Regions from separate parts of the Astyanax mexicanus genome. Here region 2 is linked to region 1. Evidence: chromatin contacts called from public Hi-C data. All regions are on one chromosome and are shown on one strand. The core of a region is the stretch at or near the end of the contact, and the rest is flanking DNA. Distances in the headings are between cores, read along the strand shown. Region 1 overlaps loxl2a (lysyl oxidase-like 2a). Region 2 holds the start of loxl2a (lysyl oxidase-like 2a).

Region 1 (3,319 bases), core at 417-2,916:
CTAAAATCAACTAAAAGTAGAACAGTATTGCTTAAAATCCACCAATAGTAGAACAGTATGGCTTAAGATCCACCAATTATGGCTAAAGTCCACTAAAATGTGGCTTAAAATACACCAATAGTAGAAGAGTGTCACTTAAAATCCAACAGTAGTAGAACAGTGTGGCTTGAAATCCACCAACAGTAGAACAGTATGGCTTAAAATCCACCAATTAGAGTTAGAATCCACTAAAAGTAGAACAGCGTGGCTTAAAATCCAGCAAATAGAGTTAAAATTCACAAATAGTTGAATAGTATGGATTAAAATCCACCAATTATGGCTAAATTCCACTAAAATTAGAACAGTATGACTTAAAATCCACCAATTAGAGCTAAAATTCACTAAAAGTAAAACAGTATGGCTTAAAACCCACCAATAGTAGAACAACATGGCTTAAAATCCACTAGTTTTACCTAAAATCCACCAATAGTTGAACAGTATGGCTTAAAATCCACCAATCATGGCTAAAATCCATCGATAGTAGAACAGTATGGCTTAAAATCCACCAATTATTGCTAGAATCCACTAATAGTAGAACGGTATGGTTTAAAATCCAGCAGCAGGAGGCAGTGCTGAGGTAATTCCAGTGCAGTAGTATAATTAGCGGGACGCTGGCAGCGCGGGCAGGGTATTAATGATGGCAGCGCCGGGCCGGGGTCGATTTGGACGTTTATGAGTGGAAACTGGACGGCGCTGAAGCGGTTCTGCAGGACCGGGACGTAATCCAGTCTCATTATCAGTGTTAAACTGCCCTCAGTCCGGGAGGGGGATAATGGCCTCAGGATCCAATAACACGGTTCTGCTGGTTGTGTAATCAGAGCAGCAGCAGCAGCTCTACTCCTCACGTACTGGAACATTGCTGTGAGGAAGATTTGATTGCATTAAGGATTGCGAGGGTGAGAGCGTCAGTAAGTGTGTTTACATGCACGCAAAATCTGTTCATAATCAGATTTCTGCAGCAGTTACATAAACAGTAACAAAATATCAATATTGAATCGTTTTGCAATACTATATCGTTTTTGAAAAACATAGTATCAGTTTTTATTCATTAATTTAGATTTAAAGGCTGGTGCCAGAAGTGGTTTGTTTAGTGTTGAGTTTTGATTGGATGGAAAGTAAAACATACCATGGTAGTAGTAATAAGAGCACAGTGTTTAACACAGCACTCAGTGTGTTTTACCTGATGTGTACATCACGTCTTATTCTGTGATTTTATTGGCTGGCGGCAAAGCAAAATTTTGATTATTGTCAGACTGACGTTAACACTGGAATTTTCTATTATCGGATTACACAAGTTGATGTAAACACATTGATCTGACTACTACTATGTTCTGCAGTGATCAGATTTTAAAGAGCACGTGTGTCCTAATAGTTTTGGCACTGCAGAGTTTGTTAAAGCTGTTGGTCACGTTTTCAGCACATGCACACAGACAGGAAGTCCACATGGAGTCAATCCTTAAACAAAGTCTGGACTCGAATCCGTGGCCAGACACAGCACAGCAGAGTGTTTCAGCAGAGCGGAGAGAGGGAAAGAGGGAGAGGGGGAGAGAGGGAGAGACGGAGCATATGGAAAATCTGTCGCACCCCCCTGAGGGTTTATACATGCTGCTGCCAGCTTCACACAGGGGGGGCTGAGTCATCACCACACACGCACCATACACACACACACACACATTATACACATATACAGCAATATTGGACAGAACTACATTTATTACAGAACCATAGACAGAGAGACAGACAGATAGATGTACAGACAGACAATTACAGGGATATACACACAGGCAGTAAGAGAGATAGATAGATAGACAGGCTATTAGAGATAGACGGATTGACTGCTAGAGAGATAGACAGACTGTTAAAGATATACAGACAGACCATAAGAGAGACAGACAGACCGTTAGAGATATATACAGACATACTGTTAGATAGATAGAAAGACAGACTGGTAGAGAGGTAGACAGACAGACAGTTACAGAGAAAACATGACAGACTGTTAGAGATATACAGGCAGACTATTAGAGAGATAGACAGACAGACTGTTAAAGAGATAAACAGTCATACTGTTAGGGAGATAGCAAGACAGACTGTTAGAGATATACAGACTGTTAGAGAGGTAAACAGACAGACTGTTAGAGAGATAGACATACAGAAATAATGTTAGAGAGATAGACTGTTACAAAGGTAGACAGACAGACTGTTAGAGAGATAGAAAGACTGTTAGAGAGGTACACAGGAAGACCATTAGAGAGATAAACAGTGAGAGGGAGAGAGAAAGACAGACTGTTAGAGAGGTAAACAGAAAGACTGTTAGAGAGATAGACATACAGAAATAATGTTAGAGAGATAGACTGTTACAAAGGTAGACAGACAGACTGTTAGAGAGATAGAAAGACTGTTAAAGAGGTACACAGGAAGACCATTAGAGAGATAAACAGTGAGAGGGAGAGAGAAAGACAGACTGTTTGAGAGATATACAGACATACTGTTAGAGAGACAGACATATGTATGTACAGATACAGACAGGTACAGGATGGTTACAGCAGTGTGTTGAGTTGGTATAAAGTGCTGTTATAGCTCCCTCTAGTGGTGACTGCATGTTCTAACAGCTGTTCTTTACTTAAGGTTATAGCTTTGCTCCCTCTAGTGGTTAATCAGGTGAAAGTTCATATTTAACCCTTATCATTAATCTGTTTTTGTGTGTGTGTGTGTTTGTGTAGGAGACGTGGTACTGGCCCGGTGATGTCAGTGCGGACGGGGTGGTGATGAGCGGGGTCCGGTGTTCTGGTACTGAGATGAGTCTGTCTCAGTGTCTCCATCACGGTAAACACGTCAGCTGCCCTAAAGGAGGCGGACGCTTCGCTGCGGGGGTCTCCTGCTCTCACAGTAAGACCCTCACACTGTTTAATCACATCCTTTATTCTGTGTTTTATTGTTGTGTCCATATTTTTTATTGTCAGATTCTTACAAACCTGCCAACTGCTTAGGAACCATCAGATATCAAAGAGTAGCACCTACCAGTCTTTAAACCAGAACCTAGCAACACCCTAACAACCACCTGCTACGCTGTTGCATAGTAACAATTTGCATGTTGCATAGTAACTACAGCAGCAACTACTTATCAACTGCATAGCAAACATCTGTAACACCGTAGCAACTACTTACAGCAACAACTCAGTGATTACTGTACCTGGAACTGCTAAACAAATTCTCATCGACTGCATAGCAACCATTTGTGATACCACAGCAACTGTTTTACAACTGCACAGTAAATACCTAA
Region 2 (3,319 bases), core at 344-2,843, 48 kb before region 1:
AGATAAATAAAGCTAAATAAATCTAAATAAAGCTGATAACTGTGTCATGTTTTATTATTTTGGCCACTTTTATTATGCAGTGTGCGTTGTGTAGTCGTGTGTTATTCTATAGTCCTATGCTGGGTCTATATTAGGAGCTGTGGGTCTGATCTCACCCTGTGCTAAACTGGTAAACACACACATTCCAAACCACTTACCATCAGTCCTGTCTACATTCCCCCTGAATGTCTCTGGATTCTCTGAATTAAACACTCATTAAGCATCTACATATACAGTTCTCTCCAAAGGTAGTGGAACAGTGAGGCCTATACTACTTCCTATTCTTTCTATACTTCCTACTCACCTCATTAATAATGGTTTTAATATTTTAGTGAAGTCTCTGTACTTTTGTTCATGAAGTCTTTTTTTCTGTGAAAAGTGATACCTTCACTCCTGCCTTTTGGGGGTGGTTGCTGATTTTACTACAGGTAGACCAATTTCCCTTGGTCTACCTGTTTATCACCTGTTATTTAATACACCAGTGACGACTTTCTTCTTCAGGACATTCCAAACTGTTGTTCTGGCAATGACTGTAAGAATAATGGCTTTCCTCTTCTATTGTGCATCCATTTAGTGTGTTGATTATGCTTGTCTTTAGAAATGACTGTAACATGTACACAGGATGCAGTACACACAAAAATGCTAAGGGGGCGGTGCAGGCACTCGGCAACGCGAAACGCAAAAGAAAATTGCTTGATTATGGGGAGGCTACCCAGTTCCTATCTCTGCAGTTATATAAGAAAATAACTGCAAAATAGAGCTAGAGGGAGCCCATGAGTGAGTCAAAAATGAATGGGGTGAATATGGAGCTAAACAGCAAAATATATATATATATATAAAAAATAGTAGTATCTATTTGGCCAGGATTCTACACTTTTTCTACAGTAAGGGGTTTTAGACAATGGATTTATTTGCTAGCGGCTAGAGTATCACCGCAAAGACAATCAAAAACATGATCATAAAAATGATGAAACTGGCACCCCAGAAAATAATGGAAGAGCAAGAGTTTCCCCTGCTGTACAGGATAAGTTAATCAGAGTTACCAGCCTCAGAAACCACAAGTTAAAAGAGTATTCTGATTTGTTTAACACTTTTAAGTTACTATAGGATTCCTTATGTGTTCCTTCATAGTCTTGATTACTTCAGTATTTATTTACTATGTAAAAAGATGTGGTGCTTCAGATCAAGTTAACTATACACCCCAGTGTGTGTCTAATTTTTTTTAGTTTATTTTTTTTAATAAAAAGTTAGATCATGGGTTATGGACCCTTTTTGTTACACACCTAACAGTGCATGGTAATACAGTGTGTGTATAATAAATTATCAGTTATTTTATTACTACTACTAATATTAGCCCAGCAGGCTGGTTGATGTTTCTGGATGGCTTCTGCAGGGTTTTGGATCTGATGTGTCAGTTCTGCTGGATGTTGAAGGAAAGGGCTGTTCCTTATAAGTTGGTAAGATTCTGAGGGGGCTTGGGGGTGTGGCTGTGGGTGTGGTTATGGATGCAGAGGGCGGGGTGAGGGGTTAAAAGAGGAGGAGCAGAGGGGGAGTGCTGGAGGAACAGCAGCAGCAGCAGCAGCAGCTTACATTCATTCCAACCACTCCAACAACTCCAACAACTACTAAACTACTACATCTACAGCAACATCAACCACTACAGCAGCTTCATCTACAAGATCTACATCTGACAACTACAGCTTCAGCTTTACCTACAGCTACAGAGGTGAGTCTGGACTCCACACACTTTCTGCAGCTCAGTGTTTGCTGGGTAAACTGTGTGTTGGGCTGTATGTTTTGGGGGAATTTGGGCTCTGAAACACTGTAGGAATTCAGACTGTAGAGAAGAACCTCTGTCTTCTCTGTGAGAAGCTGATCTAAAGGTCTGCTGGAACAATGTTCTGGGCTGATCTTCAGAGATGAAACTGTGCAGATGTGTAGATCGTTGTTGTATCTCTGCATTCCTTCCTTTACACAGTCTGTTCAGCACTGGGCTGGAGAACTCTGTTGGTATTCATACAGTAATGATGTTGGTATTTGGACCATTCCTGTATATTTAACTCACTTTCTGTACTTTGCTAAAACAGAGCTATGAGTGATATGCTCCCTAAAGTAATATTTTTATTGTTATGTCGAGTTTTCACATTAAACACCAACGTTTAACAGCAGACTGCAGTCACATGACCTAACTAGACTGGAGGCAGAGTGAGGTAACAATGTAAAGTTTAGCTTCTCTGTCAGCCTAAAGACCACACAAAAATCACCTTTTCAGCTAAACAACAATATTATAGGGCTGTACGCTAATTCATATTTTTATTGTTGTTGGTTTCTATAGTAAACATATTAAAAGAGCTGCGATAGAGGTGTGAATAACAGCTTGACAACTCAAACTGTATTTACTCATGTGCAGCAACAAAGGGACTTCTTTACACTGCAGGCTGTGCTCATCTGACATAACAAGACTGGATGTAGAGTGAGGCAGAGCAAGCCATAGTAAAGCTAAGTGAGGTAGAGTAAGGCAGAGTGAGGTAAAATGAGATAGGACAAGGTAAAACGAGACTGTGTAAGAGAAAGGGTGTGAGGGAGAGCGAGGGCGAGTAAGGTAGAGCAAGGAATAACAAGACATTGTGAGGTAAAGTGATTTAGGGTTAGGTAGGGTGTGAAGTAGAGTGAGATCTAGCATTGTAGACTAGAGTGTGGTAGTGTGAGGTAGAGTGAGAGTAAGAGTAAGGGTAGAGTGTGGTAGAGTGAGGATGATGTGAGGTAGAGTGAGTGTAGAGTAAGGTAGAGGTAGAGTGAGGATGATATGAGGTGGAGTGAGGATGGTGTGAGGTGTAGTGATGGTAGAGTGAGGTAGAGGTAGAGTAAAGATAATGTAAGGTAGAGTAAGGATTATGTGAGGTAAAGTGAGGGTATAGTGAGGTAGAGGTAGAGTGAGGATGATGTGAGGTATAGTGAGGTAGAGGTAGAGTGAGGATGATGTGAGGGTAGAGTGTGTTGGAGCAAGGATAGGGTGGGGATAGGGTGAGGTAGAGGTAGAGTGAGGATGATGTGAGGTAGAATAAGGGTATAGTGTGGTAGAGAGAAGATAGTTTAAGGGTACAGTGAAGTAAAGTGATTATCTAACTATAGGAGTGTGAAACAGAATCCTGTAGATCCTCGGCACTGGTGACCCCGGTGGTGACCTGGTGATTATGTGGTTGGGGTTGAGTGACAGTAGTGAGTGTATAAGTGGAGGTGCTGAATAATGAGGCTGTGTTTAGTGAAGGTAATACGCCGA

The links. A called contact is a pair of places that touch in the nucleus more often than the background predicts.
Region 2: a Hi-C map of muscle shows a contact between it and region 1, with 11 times the contacts expected there. The contact joins the promoter of loxl2a here to the enhancer-like site in region 1. A contact is called at or near these places in 2 of 3 Hi-C or Micro-C datasets (both in muscle).

The regions. Positions count from the first base shown.
Region 1 is chr20:21,787,593-21,790,911 of AstMex3_surface, reverse strand. It overlaps loxl2a (lysyl oxidase-like 2a), which reads left to right. Exons shown (of 14, transcript XM_049468656.1): 9 at 2,760-2,925. Among protein-coding and RNA genes, the nearest start is that of LOC103047729, 25 kb to the right of the region's middle. Within about 2 kb of position 1,666, the one cell type or tissue checked has an H3K27ac peak away from gene starts, as active enhancers do.
Region 2 is chr20:21,835,122-21,838,440 of AstMex3_surface, reverse strand. It overlaps loxl2a (lysyl oxidase-like 2a), which reads left to right and starts at 1,593. Exons shown (of 14, transcript XM_049468656.1): 1 at 1,593-1,765. si:ch211-113d22.2 reads left to right here. Exons shown (of 3, transcript XM_049469115.1): 3 at 1-39.